4 separate regions of the Mus musculus genome follow, and regions 2, 3 and 4 are each linked to region 1. Evidence: chromatin contacts called from public Hi-C, HiChIP or PLAC-seq and promoter capture Hi-C data. All regions are on one chromosome and are shown on one strand. The core of a region is the stretch at or near the end of the contact, and the rest is flanking DNA. Distances in the headings are between cores, read along the strand shown.

Evidence for each region. Promoter capture Hi-C pulls out the DNA fragments that hold promoters and counts their contacts. Hi-C and Micro-C count contacts between places; a contact is called where the count stands out from the background. HiChIP or PLAC-seq counts read pairs in DNA pulled down with a chosen protein or histone mark.
Region 2: a contact with region 1 is called in an H3K4me3 HiChIP or PLAC-seq map of bone marrow-derived macrophages, with 2.4 times the contacts expected there. The contact joins the promoter of Myo15b here to the promoter of Atp5h in region 1. A contact is called at or near these places in 4 of 39 promoter capture datasets (the HPC-7 cell line, cranial neural crest, liver and 1 more), 1 of 484 Hi-C or Micro-C datasets (embryonic stem cells) and 5 of 115 datasets of contacts at active chromatin or transcription factors (bone marrow-derived macrophages, large pre-B cells, memory CD8 T cells and 2 more).
Region 3: a promoter capture Hi-C map of the C10 cell line shows a contact between it and region 1. The contact joins the promoter of Cd300lb here to the promoter of Atp5h in region 1. A contact is called at or near these places in 1 of 39 promoter capture datasets (the C10 cell line) and 1 of 115 datasets of contacts at active chromatin or transcription factors (pancreatic cancer cells).
Region 4: a contact with region 1 is called in a Hi-C map of erythroblasts, with 2.2 times the contacts expected there. The contact joins the promoter of Caskin2 here to the promoter of Atp5h in region 1. A contact is called at or near these places in 1 of 15 datasets of contacts at CTCF or cohesin (embryonic stem cells), 10 of 484 Hi-C or Micro-C datasets (B cells, CD4 T cells, CD8 T cells and 5 more), 8 of 115 datasets of contacts at active chromatin or transcription factors (T-cell acute lymphoblastic leukemia, bone marrow-derived macrophages, double positive thymocytes and 5 more) and 2 of 9 other capture datasets (liver and pancreatic islet).

The regions. Positions count from the first base shown.
Region 1 is chr11:115,418,274-115,422,355 of GRCm38.p6, reverse strand. Atp5h (ATP synthase, H+ transporting, mitochondrial F0 complex, subunit D) reads left to right here and starts at 2,437. Exons shown (of 6, transcript NM_027862.1): 1 at 2,437-2,464; 2 at 3,840-3,970. The coding sequence starts at 3,849. Kctd2 (potassium channel tetramerisation domain containing 2) reads right to left here and starts at 2,230. Exons shown (of 6, transcript NM_183285.3): 1 at 1,850-2,230; 2 at 265-373. The coding sequence starts at 2,188.
Region 2 is chr11:115,856,304-115,860,509 of GRCm38.p6, reverse strand. Myo15b (myosin XVB) reads right to left here and starts at 2,585. Exons shown (of 64, transcript NM_001384233.1): 1 at 78-2,585. The coding sequence starts at 2,104.
Region 3 is chr11:114,932,419-114,936,693 of GRCm38.p6, reverse strand. It overlaps Cd300lb (CD300 molecule like family member B), which reads left to right and starts at 2,323. Exons shown (of 4, transcript NM_199221.3): 1 at 2,323-2,485. The coding sequence starts at 2,446. It also overlaps the pseudogene Gm11699.
Region 4 is chr11:115,811,264-115,815,597 of GRCm38.p6, reverse strand. It overlaps Caskin2 (CASK-interacting protein 2), which reads left to right and starts at 2,006. Exons shown (of 20, transcript NM_080643.2): 1 at 2,006-2,084; 2 at 3,216-3,711. The coding sequence starts at 3,618. It overlaps Tsen54 (tRNA splicing endonuclease subunit 54), which reads right to left and starts at 859. Exons shown (of 11, transcript NM_029557.1): 1 at 779-859; 2 at 519-683; 3 at 360-423; 4 at 188-271. The coding sequence starts at 834.

The DNA.
Region 1 (4,082 bases), core at 1,188-3,687:
AAATATGACACATGTGATGGGGACACAGGTTTACAAGCCTAAAGCAGATTCTGCGAGCGGAGCAAGCCGGCTCCACACTACAGCTGACCCAGCTCCGCACAGCCTCCTTCCAGGCGTTTGCACAAGCCCGGGAGCTGGAGGCTACCCGCTTACTTTCACTAACTCTCCCACCTGCGCAAGCTCAGGGGCGATCCCAAACCAAACCGGAAGTCCTCGAAGCAGCTCTAATCAACCACAAGTCTGAAACCAGACAGGTGGCCTTACCTTCTTCTGCCAACTCCTTGGTAATGATGAGTTTCCCATGGCGGAGGTAGTTTAGGATAGGACCAAAGTAGGTAGGGTCTCTGTCAATCAGATACGCTCCAGTCTCGTCCTGTCAACCGAGCACAGCCAAGCAACATTTTCTAAATAGCATTTCCCTAATCCGCCGGGGCACTCAGGCAACAGTCACTATGTCAGCTAAAAACCATTTATTTATTTATTTATTTATTTATTTATTTATTTACTGAGCCGGTTTTGCTACAGTTTGCTTATTTTAAACTATTGACCAGAGGCTGGCTTTAAGATCATTTCAGGTCAGATGTCTTAGACGCACAGTCACTCCCACTGCCCAGGCCTTTATTTACTGGGTAGACCCACATTCTGTTAACATTCTTCTGTAGGGTACCAGCTACAGGGAGGGGATGAAGGAAATCTCATAGCTGTGTTAAGCGTTCTGACTCCTTCACTGCCCCTGGACTACAGTCCTAATTCTGAGAAAACTTCCATTCTATTGGCAGTTCTCCTGAGCCCAAGGCCAACATCAGTGGGAGTCTGCACTGGCAGCTGCAATCTCACACACCCTATCTCTGTGCCCAGAGGAAGCTTGGTACTGCCAGGACTTGGCTCAGAGCAACTTTAATCCTACTCATCTTTACAGTAAAAGAAACAAGAAACTGGCTTGTGTTGGCCATAAGGAAGATTTAGGGTATATAAAAATAATTCCCTATAAACAGGAGTTCTGGAATCTCTTAAGGTTCCCATCAATTTGGTATCAGAGAACAGATGAAACTGATTAAGGGTTTATGCAAGTCTACTAACCATGGGAGTGCTTTATGGTATGGATGCGTTTGAGAGTCAAAGGTCAACCTGCAAAAGTTACAGTTCAAACTGGAAATGAATGACGTCTTGCCACTGCTCAACCCTGTGTTTGACGCTACACATTCTCTGGGTCCTAACCTATCAGCCCATCTTTCCAAGGAGTGCATTTACTTTCAAAAATGTACCGAAACGGTGACTGTTACGGCACAAAAGGTCTGGGACCAGGATTTTATCACCACCACAGGATGTATCACAAGCACTTCCTGCAGCCTTCAGTAGTGGACGCTATCATTAAACCCCGAGTTTAATACCACTTTACACAGGGATGGAACAGGACCTGAGTCCTCCGAAAGTGACCAAGATGTGGTCATTCACCCTGACCCAGTTCTGAATGCATTTGGCACCAGCAGCAGGGGGCCGCCCGGGAGCCAAAGAAAAACTCATGCAGATCTGAGAAGGGGTGGTCCCCAGGAGGGGCAGGGAATGTGACAGGAGCACGAAGGGGGCTCCCGTGGGTGCAGGTAGACAACTCCACGCAGGAGCAGCTGAGAAAAGAGCGGGGTGCGAAGGGAAACCGGAGTGTGCCTGAAGATGGGGCAGAACTGGGACGGGAGATCATTCTGAGGTGGCCAGTGCTAACTCGGGGGGAAGAGAGTGGACTCAAGTCCGGGTTTGCAGGACCCGCTGGAGGGAAACGCGTCCCAGAGATCGGAGCACCAGCCTGGAATGGGTCCCAACACCCGGGGGCGCGCCCGAGGGCGGGGCGCACCTTGTCGGAGTCCAGCTCCGGGTCCTCCTGGCAGCACAGGCGGCAGAGGAAGGACTTGGGCTCCCGGCCTAGGGTCTGTCTGGTGGTCACGAAGTAGGTACCGCCCACGTTGAGCCGGACCCAGCGGGCGGCCCCGCCGCCTCCCGTCCGCTCCGGAGGTCCGGGCCCGGGCTCCAGCGGCTGCGCGGCGGCGGCGGGCTGGCGGCCGTGTCCGCGGGGTGTCGGGCCCGCAGGGCGAGGGCTGGGGGGTCCGCGGCCCGAGCCGCCGCCGTCGCCCATCGCACTGCTGCCACCCCCTCCCAGCCCCGCCACTGCCGGGTCCAGCTGCAGCTCCGCCATCTTGGGCCGCCGCTGCCCGCGCGCCGCCGGGCCGGCCGACTCCTCGGCGGGGAGAGCCGGGCCGGCCCATCGGCGGGCGTGGGGCAGGGGGAAAAGGGACCCCGACGGCGCAGGCGCCGCGCCCGCCTTCCAGGACGGGACTCCATGCTCATTGGCTGAAGTGTGACATGAGACCCGCCTATTGCTCGTTCGGATTGGCCAAGGAGAGAACTTCCGGCAACTCTCTTCCGTTCCTTGCTTGCTGGAGAGAGAGCACTCCGCCGGGGGTCGGTGAAGGTGAGTGGGGTCTGAGGTGTTGGGTCGAATCTCCACGGACTCTTTTGTATTGTATTCCAGACCTCGCTTCCACACTTGTTCCAGCTCCACGGAGGACATCGGGCCTTCGAGCTGCCCCGCTAGCAGAGCGCCCGAGGTCACTGCTTTGCCCTGCTCGCTTTCCCGCGGGGCGAGCCTGGGGCCTGGCAGTGACTTAGCCAATCACCGTGAATTTAGATGTTGCCACAGACTTTTGTCTCACACTGTGTGGCGATCTCAGGAGTGGAGTTTAGGGGTCGGGAAAGCATCACAGAGTTAGGGTGGTAACTTTCAGAGAGGACAAGACACCTAGCAGACTTCAACTCTACGTCCTTCCCTTCGAATGGAGGATTCCTATTCCTCATGAGGTTTACCGATTGATCTAATTAACTATTGGTCATTCTCTATGCTTATGACCTGTGTATGAGAGCAGGCTGGCCAATTTGTCTGAGAAACAACCAGCGCTAGAGATGAATCAGATAACAAAAAGTCTGTAACTCCTGCTTTCTCCAGTGCACTTCGTTCTCTGGCATCCTTAGTTCACTTGACAACTGTCTTAGTCTCTGTCTCTGTCTCTTAGAGACGTAAGCTGTACTGAGGAAGGAAGGAAGGAAGGAAGGAAGGAAGGAAGGAAGGAAGGAAGGAGAGAGACCGGCATTTGACAACTTTGATCGATAGGAAGGTATCCCCCACTCAGAGCTTGTGTAGATGGTTTCCACTTTTCGGTTGGCTCTCTTCATAGTTATTTTCTGTATCTCGTCTTGTTTTGGTCTCAAGACCGCTTCAGTCACTTTCTTTTCACAGTATCATTTGTGTAAAAATGCCTCTGAAAGTGCACAGTATGTGTGCTGTGGACAGGATGACCTGGGCAGGACAGTTCGAGTGAATGGCCGGGGTTGTGGTGGAGAGTCAGTGGCCAAAACACAGTAGCTTAGTTAGCCTTTGGGCAGCTTATGACTTCCTTTAGAAGTGTCTGCAAAGAATAGAAATGAGTTGGGATAGAGGAAGGGCAGCCTGGTAGGAGAGAACATGTTTATATTCTGGGTTGTAGAGCTTTATTTTGATGTATTGAGACAAGCTCCCACATCTCTCATGTGACCTTGAACTTTGATTCTCTGCCTCTACCTCAGTGTTTCTGGTGCTGGAGAGGGAACCCAGGACTCTGTCCATGCCAGGCAAGCATTCTAGCAACTAGCTACATCCCTAGCCCTCTTTCCTGGTTTAAATCCGAATTCTTTCATCTGTTGCATATATATACCCATCAAATGCTTGAGCTGATCCGTCTCTTAACGACTTGTATTTCTCTGGAATGGTCTCCTTCAGGGGTTCTCTCCAAAGGCGCTGTTTTGTTTTCTAGTATCCCAAGATGGCTGGGCGTAAACTTGCTCTAAAAACCATTGATTGGGTATCTTTTGTGGAGGTCATGCCCCAAAACCAGAAGGCAATTGGAAATGCCCTGAAGTCCTGGAATGAGACCTTCCACGCCAGGTCAGTATGCTGTAAGAGGGAGCCCCCATCCTTGATGCTGAACCTGGAAGCAATGTTTTGACATTTATCACATCCACTTAGTATTTAGTAAGTATATGAGTTCGAATCTGCT
Region 2 (4,206 bases), core at 1,336-3,835, 440 kb before region 1:
TTTGAAAGGTCTGAGGGCGGGATGAACTATGAGAAACTATGAACCAGGGGCAGCGGATTTGACATTGTGCCCCTCACCGCAGCCTGGCGAGGTCCTCAATGTCTTCCAGGCTCTCTGGGAGACTCCCGGTCTTAGCACCCAGAAAGGGTGGCATCTCTAGGTTCCTCTGGAGGCTCAACTCCAGGTCCCTTTCCAGCGCTGCCTCAGTGTCATCCTCTGGCTCCCACCGCTCCCTTGGTGACCTGCAGGGGCTATTCTGCCGCAGGCGAGTCTCCAGGGTGAGCTGAGGCAGCAGAGTATCAGCGCCAAGCTCAGGGTCTTCGCTGGGATTAGAGTCCTGTGCCCAGTGCACCCCAGTCTTAGCTTCCAGGGTCTCTGGCTCTGCTTGGCTCCGGTTCTCATTCGGTGGTGTCCCATTGCGGGCAGACGGGAAAAAGGAGGGAACCTGACAGGCCCTGGCCACCCCTTCTCCGTTAGCTTCTTGTTCCTCCCTATCCTCTGCAGCTCCAGCAGTGGGGGCGCCCGCGGATGTTCCCGAACTGCTGCTGCCCGACTCCTTCCTGGCTTTGTGGATGCGGGGAAAGACCACTGCGAATTTGGGATCTGGAGCTGGATCCTCGATGGCTGATGCATCATTAGAGACGGAGCTACTCAGAGCCTGCGGAGGGCTCGGACCACCGCCAGGGAGAGCTCGCGGCGTTCCCCGGAGCCCCACCAGGCGACAGGCCAGGCGCAAGGCCAACCAGCGCCGTGGCCCGGGCACCCTGCCCCGCGCCTCGAGCGCCCTCTCGCGGCCGCGCTCCTTACACTCCCGCGGGCTCGCGGCCCGCGCCTCTGTCCGACGTCGCTCTACCCGCAGTCGCAGCCAACGCAGGAAGCCCAGGGCCCGCGCCACGCGCTGCAGCCGCGCCTTGAGACCCACGCGGATGCCACCAGCGAACTGGGGAGACGCGCCGGCTGGGGGCCTCGGACGCAGCCTGCGCAGCACTACGAGCGCAGCCAGTGGCGTCCGGTCCCGGGGCCCTGGGTCCCCTGCACGCGATCGCTCTCTGGCTCCCGCGTCGCTCTCTCCCGCAACCACAAGCGCCTTTCTCGTCACCTCTCCGACCTGGAGGAGCTGAGCCCCGGGAGCCCCCGCTGTCTCAGGCTCGGTGCCCAGCAGCTCAGCCTTTGGCTGTGCCCCGACATCACTGGTGTCTACAATCGCGCTAGAGTCCTGGGGACTCTGAGAGCCTCTGGGGACGCTGGAGGCTGCAGCTTCCCTCCCCAGCTCTATCTCCTGGGACTCAGGGATGCCACTTGAGGTTCCTGGGATCTTCTGTGGGAGATGTCTGTGCCCAGCCCACCCGGGGCTCGAGTCTGTATCTGTCCGGGAATCGTCACTCGCTCTTTGAGGCCCCGTCCCCGACGACCCTTCCTTGCTCTGGAGCTCCAAGGCGTGTCCTTCGCTGCCTGGATGGTTGCTGCCAGGGCATTTGCCCTGTACCTGAGTTGAGCTGGGTCCTCTGATTGGAGCGCCTTCTGACCTGGGATCCGAAGGTTCCATTTTGGGTGGCCGCTCCGGGGCTCCACCGCCCTGGCTGCTGCTGTCCTGGGCCTCGCGGGCTTCACTGTCCAGACACGAGCTGCCACCATCCCCGCCCGACGTGTCCCCATCCCTGCCAGGAGTCTCTCCGTGACCTCGCCGAGTCAAAGGTCCCCGATCCTTTCCTCTCCTGCGGCGGCCGCGTTTGCCTGTCCTCACTTCTTCCCTGGGGATTCCCTGTTCCTCCGTGTGCTCCCCACAACTGTCCCCGGAGTCACGGCTCTCCGTGGGTCCGTGTCTCAGACGCTGCGAGCTGCTCTGCCTCTCCTGGGTCTCCTGTGATGTTCTGCAGCGGTGGTTCCCCTCTCCGGTGTGCTTCCTCTGGCCTCCAGCGGTCCCCTTGCCTCCAGTGGCCTCGTGCTCCGTAGCGGGCTTGTTCTTGCGGGCTTTGCTGCGGGCAGGCCTGCGGTCCGGGCTTGGGGCGCAGTCGGCGCTGGCGGACCCAGACTCCAGCTCGGCTGAGGCTGGTCTTCCAGGTCGAGGCCGGCGGTGGGGCGCTTTGCCCTTACTTCTGCCCATGACTGACTTCCCGATGTCCTGATCCTTTTGCCTTCTGATCTGATCTGACTGCCCATGGGTGCCCTGAGGCCTCGGTTGCTATAGATGCTTTCTGCTCCTGCAGGGTTATGGGCTCAATCTGTCCCCCTCCTGGAGTCTCCCCTCCTGGGCAGCATCATCAATAATGCAGGAGGCAGCGGGTCCTGACCCGGTTGGTCAACAATGGAGTGGAAGCGGAGGAAAGAGGAGACGCTGCCGCTGTGGACAAAGGCCATGGACAGGGCGACGACGCCATGACTCCTTGCCAGGCAGGTCAGCCTGGCACTAGGCCAGACTGAGGAGCCAGGCTCTACTTCAGCCTCACTACCGGCCTGCCAAGAGGGGCGGAATGAAGTTGTTTTACATGGGGGCTTCTCCAGGAGACAAGGGATTGTGGCTATGGGACTGGGCAGGGGACACTTGGGCGTTCTCTTCTTTTCCGTTGTGAAATATAACTTACTAAAAAGTGGATATGATACGAGTATATACCTTGAACTGTGCACACTTTTGGACTGAAACTAGACTCATGGGGGACAGGAATCAAATCCCAGACCTATAGAAGAGCAGCCAGTGTCCTCCAGCATTGCTCTGCTGGCTCTCCAGCCCCAAAGGAGTAGTACCGTTAGTTGTCAGGAGATCTTCCTGGATCTTTTCCCTACAAGGCTGAGGAGGGCCCTGTGGATTCCAGCCAAGTCCTCTGCTAACCGAGTTACATGCCTAGCCCTCCCCACTGCTTTTTCTTTTATCTTTAAAGATATATTTATTTATATGAGTACACTGTAGCTGTCTTCAGACACAACAGAAGAGGGCATTGGATTCCCTTCAGATGGTTGTGAGCCACCATGTGGTTGCTGGGAATTGAACTCAGGACCTCTGAAAGAGCAGCCAGTGCTCTTAACTGCTGAGCCATCTCTCCAGCCCCTCTCCCCCCACTGCTTTTTCAATTAGCAATAATCACGTCTTCGATAAACCTCATTGGCTACAATACTGCCACCCATCGAGAATACTGTGCAATGCTCTTTCATTCAAAAGGCTTGCCTACAAGGTATTTATTTATTTCATGTATGTGAGTACACTGTTGCTGTCTTTGGGCAGACCAGAAGAGGGCATCAGATCCCATTAGAGATGGTTGTGAGCCACCATGTGGTTGCTGGGAATTGAACTCAGGACCTCTGGAAGAGCAGTCAGTGCTCTTAACCACTGAGCCATCTCTCCAGCCCTTTTAATTAATTTCGGTACAGGGTTTTGTAGCCTTGGCTGTCCTGAAACTCTCTCTGTAGACCAAGCTACCCTTGAACTAAGAGATCTGCCTGCCTCTGCCTCCAAAGTGCTGGGATGAAAGGCCTCCCCACCCTGCCTGGCCCCGGGGTTTTGTAAAACACTTAGTTTCTCTCCTCTGTCTTTTCAGTTGTTCAGCATCATGACGAATTCATGCACTGTAGTCTAACTAGTTGCTATTGATAGATTTTTGTTTGTTTTGTTTTCAAGACAGGGTTTCACTGTACAGTTCTGGTTGTCTTGGAACTCACTGTGTAGACCAGTCTAGACCAGCTGGCTGCCTGCCTCTGCCTCCTAAGTGCTGGGATCTTGGTGGATTTTTAGTTGTATTTCTTTGTGTGTGTGTGCGCACCTGCTCGCACGCCTGCATGCACCTGCACACTGTGTACTCTCATACCACAGTCCTTGAGTGTGATCAGACAGCAGCCAGCTTACAGGAGTCAGTTCTTTCCTTCCAACCTGTGTGGCCTGGAGACTGAACCCAAGTGGTCAGGCTTGGTGGCAAGTGCCACTGAGCTAACTTGTAGGCCCTTTGGTGGATATTTATTTACCTTTATTTTAATTTTTATTTTTTGAGACAGGGTCTCTCTACATAGTACTGGCTGTCCTGGAACTCGCAATGTAGACCAGGCTAGCCTGAACTGCCTCCCAAGTGAGCCTGTGCTATCAAGCTCCTTCTGATGGTGTTTCTCTCTCTCTCTCTCTCTCTCTCTCTCTCTCTCTCTCTCTCTCTCTCTCTCTCTCTTTCACTGAAGTTTGTGGGCTGTGGTACTGGCACAGGCCTTTTACCCCAGCACTCAGAGGTA
Region 3 (4,275 bases), core at 1,074-3,573, 490 kb after region 1:
CTGATTTCTTAAAAAAAAAAAAAAAAAAGCCTGGATGTGTGGAGTTCAGACTAAAGTCTGTACAAGGTCTGAAACAAACGCAATTTAGATAAAGCCTGGTGGTGTGTCTGGCAGTCGAGGTTTAGCCACAATGGTGTCCATTTTCCCAGCCTTCCCTGGAACCCAAAGGCTCAACTATGCAGTGCTCTGAACATAAGCCTGGGGTCATAAAGTGTGTGAGTGTGTGTGTGTGGCAGGATGAGGAAGCCTCAGGTCAAACATCTTTGAATCCAAAGACTCTGTTCTGGCTTGCCCTTGGCAGGGAATCCCAGGGGTCTGGAGACCTGGAAGGAGAACCCAGTGCTCCAAGGCTGCTGGGAGGTGGTTGCTCATGGAGTCCAGAATTGATCTCATCAGATGAAGAGAAAGATGAGGGGAAGAATCTCAGTCCCCCATTTCCAGGTGGGGCTGGAGCTCAACTTCTCTGCACCAGATGATGTTATTCTCCACCGGTGAAATGAGCCAAATCAAAGAATAAAGGCAGGTTTGTTGGGTGCAGCTCTCAGGCAGGTTCACTGGTCCCAAGAAAGTCACCATGAGAAGGGAGACAGAGGGACGGGGAGGGGCCATAGAAAGAGAGAAAGAGCATGTGCAGGTAGGGAGAGGAAATGCAGAGAGAGGGAGAGGAGGGAGACCAAAATGTCTGGATTGTATAGGGAAGAGCTCCTGGGGAGGGGAAGCCCAGCCCCTGGGATGAAAAGCTCACAGAGAAGGTGGGGTATGCTGGCCATGCCCTATAACAGGCAGAGACTGAGGGGTGCTAGGAGAACTTGGGGGCCAGGTCCACTCTGGTATATTAACTATGCACCTCAGCTGCTTGTCCCAGGTCTGAAACCCAACAGAATCCATGGGTCTGCCACTGCTGAGGGCCAGGTCTAGATCCATGATCCTGCTGTAGCTGGGGGTTGTGTTGATGTCTGTGGCCCATGGTCTGTGCTGTTACCTGAGGCCATGTTGATGTTGGAGGGCCATGCTGACACCTGCAGCCACGTTGATGCCCTTGGCCTGTGCTGCTGGCAGGGCTATGATGGTGTCCATACCCTATGCTGTGGCAGAGGGTCATGTTGATGTCTGGGGTCTGTACTGCCACTGGAGACTGTGTGGATGTCTGTGGTCCATGCCATTGCCAGAAGCCATGTGGAAGTCCATGATCCCTGCTTCCATTGACTGTGAAGGGCAAGAAAGCTACTCTTTCAGTGGTATCAATGGCTGAAGACTCATTGAGAAAGTGTGACATAGAAAGAGTCTGTGACAAATCCTACCTCTACCACACCCCTCAAAAAAGTAACAGTTTAGACAGAATGGCATTGAAAAGAAGTCTTAAAAACTGTGATGAGGATGTGGAACTGTAGTTCTCACAATTGATGGCCTCAGCTGGGGTACAAACAGAGAAGGACTCAATTTTCTTTAAGGGGCTGGCCACTGGGAGTGTGACCATGTTCCAATGAGTGTAAGTTGTTTTCTTACTTTCTTTCTCTCTGTCTGTCTCCTCCTCCTCCTCCTCCTCCTCCTCCTCCTCCTTTCTCTTCTGCCTCCTCTTCTTATTCTTTCTTCTCCTCCTCCTCTTTATCCCCCTCCTCTTCCTTCATTTTGCAGGAAAGGTCACAAGAGTGAGGGGCAGACCTGAGAAGACTGGGAATTAAGCTTGATCAGGGTTTATGATGTGAAATTCCCAAATCATCAATAAAAATATTTTGGAAAAACGAACAAAACTGCCATATCAAGACAATTTATAGACGAGATGATTGATTTGGGCTTCTGTTTCTGAGGGATTAGAGTCGATCATGGTAGGGAATCCTGACAGCAGGCAGCAGACACAAAACAGGTGAGAGCGCAAGTAGGGTGCAGAGAGAGGCTACTGGGAATGCCAGGAGGCTTTGAAACCTCAAAGTGACATACTTCCTCCAGCAGGGCCATATCTCCTAAAGCTACCCAAGGAACATCATCTACTGGGGATTAAATATCCAATGCCAGGTGTGCTGAGCACAGCCCACTAACACGAGCTGAGACTCTCAGCTGCTGGGCCCATCATTATAGCATAGAACCTTTCTGGATCCAATATCCAGAGTGCTCTACCCCTTAACCCAAGACCAGATTGTCCAGACTTCCCCACCACTGGTCTACAGGCTTCCCTCCTTTGCCTCTGCTTGCCCTGCACAGTTCCCTGGCCTCCTCGTTTCTACTGAGTGACCCAGCTCTGGCATTAACTGATGTCTCTTGTGCTGAGTAACTGACGGCAGGAAACACCCACGCTATAAAAGGAAGCTTATGAGTAAGACACTCAGAGGCAACCTGGACAAACAGAACGAGTCAGCTGAGATCTCCAGGGCTTTGGGTATCCCGCTGAGATTTGGATTTGCTGCTGGCTGTTCATCAAGGAGTGCAGCAAAGTGGGAAGGCAGGACCATGTGGCTGTCCCCAGCTTTGCTTCTTCTCAGTTTTCCAGGTATGTTCAGCTACGGCCTGGGGGGCTTGGGACTGCAGGTGTAGAGTGGCAATAGAGGGCTCTGTCCCAGGTTTAAGGAGAGCTGCCACCTTCAGGGAAATGTGGGGTAGCTCTGTAGCTTCATTCAGCAAAAGGACGCTGGGCTCTACACTGTGCCAGGCATGGGTCAGGACCTGGGGACGTGAAGGGAAAGGAGAAATGGAGGTGACCATTAAAGGAGATTCCAGATGCTCTTGTAGGTGAGACATGCAGGAAGAAGCACAAGAAAAAAGAGCTCAGGGGAAAGAGCTGGTACCACGGAGGGAGCTACAGAAAGCTCTCCTGAGCCAGCTCCTTCCATACCTCAGAAGGAAGCAGATCTTTACAGCCCTTGCAGCAAGCAGAACATGCACTCCGGGGAGAGGGCATGGCTTGGGGGAAGGACTTACAGGCTTAGAGCAGCTGCCACACCCATGCAAAGGGAGCACTCAGTGGACAGGTCACTGAGGGGACACTGGCTAAATGTGAGTTTGCAACTGCATAAAGGTAAAACGAGGGACAATAGCGGGTGCCTGTACCACTGGGCTTGTGTCTGAGATCCAGGCCCCCCAACTAGCTGCCTGCACTCTAAACCTCAACACCGGGCTTTCCTAGACGCCAAGCAGGCCAAGAGTGAGCTCTGCCATGGCTTGCACACAAGTAGAGCAATGCTCACTAGTATACTCAAAGGCTGCACATCTACACACAGTCCGTACATCTACACACTCTGTCCGTACCTCCAGGATCACCCGCTCACATTCACACTCTTTGATTGGTTGGTTGGTTGGTTGGTTAGTTTTGGGGAGTTTTGTTTGCTTGTTTGTTGTTTTGTGGGATTTGGTGGGGATGGGTTTTTTGGTTTGGGGGGTGTTTTTTGTTTTTGTTTTTTAGTTTTTTAGCAATGGAAACAAAAACACACCTAAAAGTGAAGCTTTTGGAAAAAAAAATTGTTCTTCCCTGTCTTTTATTGGTCCTCAAATTTGACCTTGGCCTCCCCAGGCCTTGTGTTTCAGAGCTGAGCCTCTGAAGGCACCCTTGTTGACAACAGTTTCATTCAAGAGGATATCCACAGAGTCCCTCGTGGGTATGGGCTGTAGCTGTAAATTTTCACAAAGGACTTGATCTTGGATCTCTTGGCGATCTTCTTCTTGCCCATGGCAGCTGTCACTTTTAGTGATCAATTCTAGTCACCAGGGCATGTCTATAAGGACCGTCTGGTGTGCGTCCATCATCAATGTTCCTCATGATGACAGCTTTGCGTCCTGAGTAACATCTAGCCAGGACTGGCACCACTTTCCCTGGTTTTGTGAACTTGCCCATTTCGACAGCAAGCAGCCAGCGCCCAGCAAAAAGGAGTATTCACACTCTTAAGAAGCCATAAGCTGAGACCATTCACAAAAAGGATTTTATTCTTTTGGTTTATTATATATGTATGGGTGTTCTACCTGTGTGTATGTAAGTGTACATACCATGTGTGTGCTTGGTACCTACAGAATCTAGAAAGAGGTTATTGGATCCCCTGAAACTGGAGTTATGGATGGTTGCAAATTACCATGTTAGAGCTGGGAATTGAACCTGGATGCTCTACTAGAACAGCCAGTACATTTTGTTTTGTTTTGTTTTGTTTGTTTTTTGGGGGTTGTTGTTGTTGTTTTGTTTTGCTTTTGGTTTTTTTCTGAGACAGGGTTTCTCTGTGTAGCCCTGGCTGTCCTGGAACTCACTCTGTAGACCAGGCTGGCCTCAAACTCAGAAATCCGCCTGCCTCTGCCTCC
Region 4 (4,334 bases), core at 757-3,256, 390 kb before region 1:
GCATGACCAGGACAAACAATGAGAGGATTAGAACTCCCGCTGTCCAGTGGTATCCTCTTCTGTTCTCAAAGTCCACACATAACTTCACTGAAAACATAATTCTGAATTCCTCCTGGTCCACCAAACCGTATCCTTCCCATTCCATTAGTCGGGACCCCTTTCCCCACGCCTCCAGGACCCCACTTACACACTCCAGCAGATACAAAGCCTCTTCGGGGTGAAGTCGCTGCCGTCCTTCCTCTGAGTAGCCCATGGTCTGCCAGAATTTCCCCTGTGCGGCAGCAGACCAAGTGTCACAAAGCAGCTAAGCGGACAGAGGAAGGGGGTCCCCCAGCCGCGGAGATGCCCGGGCCGCTCACCGCAGGAGACGTCAACTCCACAAAGCCCTCTTCTGGTTTCCACTCCGCGGCCACCAAGCTGCCCCTGGCGAGGAGTGGGGAAGGGGCGTCTCGGTCTGCACGGGCAGTCCCCGGCCTCCGCCCACCCGGCCTGACCCGGCCCGGCCCAGCCCCTCTCACAGGCGCTCCACGCGCTCCTCCGCCAGCAGCTGCCACAGCTCTTGGCGACACAGGCGCAGCCGCTCCGCCTGGGCCTCCGAGCCGTCCGGGAGGAAGTCCTTGGGGCCATGCGACCGCTGTGGTAGCTTCTGGGACCGCGAGCGCGCGGCGCGGAGCTCCGAGGCGCTGGGGAGAGCCGGGAACACGTGATCAGCACAGAGGCCACCCCGCTCGCTCCCGGGTCCCACGCACCCCACGCCATCCCCCGGGCCGGGTAGCACCTGAGCACACGCCCCGCGGGAACCTCCACCGACCCGGGTTCGGGTTCGGGCTCCATCGGGCCGCTGTCTGCGGCTGCGCGCGCACCGCGAAGCCCCGCCCACCCCGGCATTCCGCGCGGTCCTAGCGCCTTCGACCCGCTCGCTCCTCGGGATCATAAAGCCACCCTCGAGCCTCGCGCCTTCCTACCTGCCCCGTGTGTGTCCTAACACCTGTCGGCACACGTGTACCCCGGGCCGCGGGACCCAGCTCGATGTGCAGGTTTCCAGATGTGCAAAAACTCACCTATTCCGTTTCCAGCGCTTCTGGGGGCTCCTCCCTTCTTTAGTATAACTTTACCTGGCTACTGGATGTAGCATGGATAATCAAATATGTTACTCTCATCTCTGCAGCCCTGAATGTCTTTGTGTCCTACCACCAGCAGGAAAGAGATGCGTAGAGAGAGGAGAGCAGTGAGCCCCCAGACACCAGCTTTGCAAACTGGAGGCCATATGGGAATGTTAGGAGTGGACCAAAGACTTATGGAGTTCCTTCACGGTGGGCCAAAAAAAAAAAATCTCTTCTTAGGGGCTCTGAAGCAGGGTTCAAAGGCCAGGGGTGGAGGCGCTGTCCGGCTCACACTGGTGCTGAATCGCCACCCCAGACTCCGAAAGCACCTCCTCGAGGCTGGGGTCCCCGCCGTGACATCCTGAGTCGCACTGACGCTCACCACTAGGTGGCACCGTTGCTCCAGCCAGCAGCTATAGGTCTCTGAGTGTGGACGAAGGTCGCTGCGGGCAACCCGGGAAAGGATGGGGCAAAGAGGAAGTGATCCCCACCCCTAGTGGGGGGGGGGGGTCCTCAGGTTCAACTGCCAAAACATCCTATTTTCTCTCCTATACATTCACACTTCACCTTTTGATCTAGACCAGAACCCAGTTCTCTCGGGATCCCCGGACAGGACACAGCAGCACGAAACCTCATCCACCCCGCCTCTCACCCGCCACTTTGCACCCCTAAGCAGCTTCACCTGCGCGCATGCGCTGATCCAACCAGTGGCTCGGCTCTGGACTGGCTGGCGGGGGCGGGGCCTAGTGAAGATGGGGCGGGGACCAGGGTGTTGATTGACAATCCAACTGTGCGGCCAGGACGGTCCCCGGCTCCCGATCCGGCGGGAGGGAGGGGGGAGGGGCGGGATTTCCTGCGGGAGGCGCCGAGCCGGCCTTGGAAAGGAGGAGAAAGGGGTTGCGGGGGACAGTGAGAACCAGAGTCCAGAGTGCCTGAGACTGAGCACAGCCAGCCGGACCCCCGGCGGGGCGGCCGGGAGAGGTGAGACTGCCGGGTCCCGGGCCAGGGGTCAGGACCCTTGAGAGCAGACGCAAACTAACTTTTCTTGTCTGATCGGCGGGCTCCTCCATCTCTCTGCTCCTTCCGCCTTCCTCGAGCCCCCCTTTTCGTTCTCCTCTATCTATTCCTCGGACGCTTGACTCTCCGGGTCCCTCTTGCCGCTTTGTTCCCGGGGTCGGCCTTATCTGGGCTTGGCTGCGGGGAGCTGCGCCGCGCTAGAGGGGCATTCCAAGGGGAGGGGGAGCCAGCCGACCCCAGGCACTGCCAGGAGCACTCTCTCCCAGTGCGGGTCGCGGGCTTTGAGGGGGAGTGCCCTCCGGCTTGGGCTTGGAACTTCTGAGGAATGAGTGGTTCCCCACCTGGGCCCCCAGGCCTGCACGAGTCTCTTGCCACAAGATTCTGGCAACAAAATCACCGCCACTGAGGAACTGACTTAAGGGTTTGTGCGGGAAGTCGAGTTGGGGTTTCAGGTTCAGGCTTGGGAGGTAGTTGGCCAGCCTGTCCAAGCTCTCTGTCCTGGATCTCTACCCAGCTGCTCTCTCCCACCACAGACGCAGTGAGAAAGGATTAGCAACAGGTGCTGTAGATCTCTCCGATCCAACAGGTAGATCTCCCCCAGAAAGTGAGGGACATAAGCACCCAGTCCACCCTCTAGGGACCTGGTAGTGAGGAGTGTGCTGCAGACACCTTGGACAGGGAGTGACCCCTACCATCTGCCCGTGCCACTCTCCCAGGCCCTACCTCCCGGCCCCGCCTGTTGTCTGTGGGTGTCAGAGCCTGGGGCTGTGGAGAATGGGCTGCTGGCCCTGCCTACACCAGTGTCTCCTGCTGCCAGGGCCCCTCCTGCCCAAGGTTGAGGTGCTGCCCAGTGCCATGGGGCATAGGCAACCCAGCCTTTCCCTCCTTGAATGCTGCCCCTCTCTTCTTTGCGAGATATATTTCTCTCAAGTACAGAAACTTCCTCCCCTCCGTTAGTGGCTTAGACTCACTCCAAGGCTCCTTGGGCATCTAGGGTGATTTGGGACTCCCTAGAGGTTCTATCTTGCTCATCTTCTCTGTCCCGGTTCCTGGCTGTAACCCAGCTTTTCATTGGATGACGTGTATCTTTTCCAGACCCTCAGGACTTGTCCCTGGCTGCTGCCTCACGCCAGAGGGAATGCTGACTGCTCTCTGGGTGGGCACTGGTGCTTCTGCGCTAACCCAGGAAGATTGGCGGGCCCAGTCCCAGCCCATTCCAGGGCTGTCGGAAGCTGCAAGCTGATCTCAGGCCAGATTTCCACACAGCCTCCACCCCACCAGGGACCGGCTTTCCTGCCTGTGGTGGCAGCTCCCAGAGCACCTTGAGGGAACTATATCTCTGCCTGACAAGAAGCCCATTGCCTGAGACACCAGACTTGTTCCCCCAGGACCAGGAGTCCTCCAAAGCATTGAGGCATGGCGAACTGACACTTGACTGGGCCGGTCCCTTGCTTCTTCCTGGACCTTGAAGTCCCAGAGCCTGACCCGGTAATCAGAATGGGTCGTGAACAGGACCTTATCCTTGCCGTCAAGAATGGAGACGTGACCTGCGTGCAGAAACTGGTGGCTAAAGTGAAGGCTGCAAAAACAAGTGAGTCCTTGGTGGGGTGGCCATCCAGCTGAGGTCCTTCTCTGAGTACTGAGGGCCACAGAGAGAGGCCGGGGTGAGGGGGAGGTGGCAGGGGGCTCACTTTGATTTGCAGACTTGAGGAAGAAGGACCGTGCTGTTGTAGACAAGAAGTGCTTCTGTATCAGAGCCAGGGAGGAAAAAGGGTCCCTTCTTGCTCTGTGTCTCCGGGCAAGTCACTTAACAGCTCTGAACCACGGAGCCCTTGCCTACAAAGGGACCGCATTGAAACACATTCAGCTCCTGCTTTTGATTGTTTATTGTATGCCAGGCTCCGTCCTAAGCTCTGGACCAGAGCAGGGAGCGAAGCCAACCAACGTGCTAGCCCTTGAGGCTGCCTGTCAGGAGATGGCTTTGTGGATGCGTTTGTTCTTCTAGCCGTGGGTCCGGAAAGTGCGTGACCACCCCCAACCCCATCCACAGACGTGAAGCAGAGCTTCCCTGTAGTTATGTCTGCACTTCATGGGGATGTCTCTAAAACCTCTTTGGAAGCAGTGGTTGGGTTTCTGCTGCTGCTGGTGGTTGCTTTGGGGTTCTGTAAGGCTTAGAACCCCAGACCTCGAACTTGCTGGCGGCATCTAGGAACT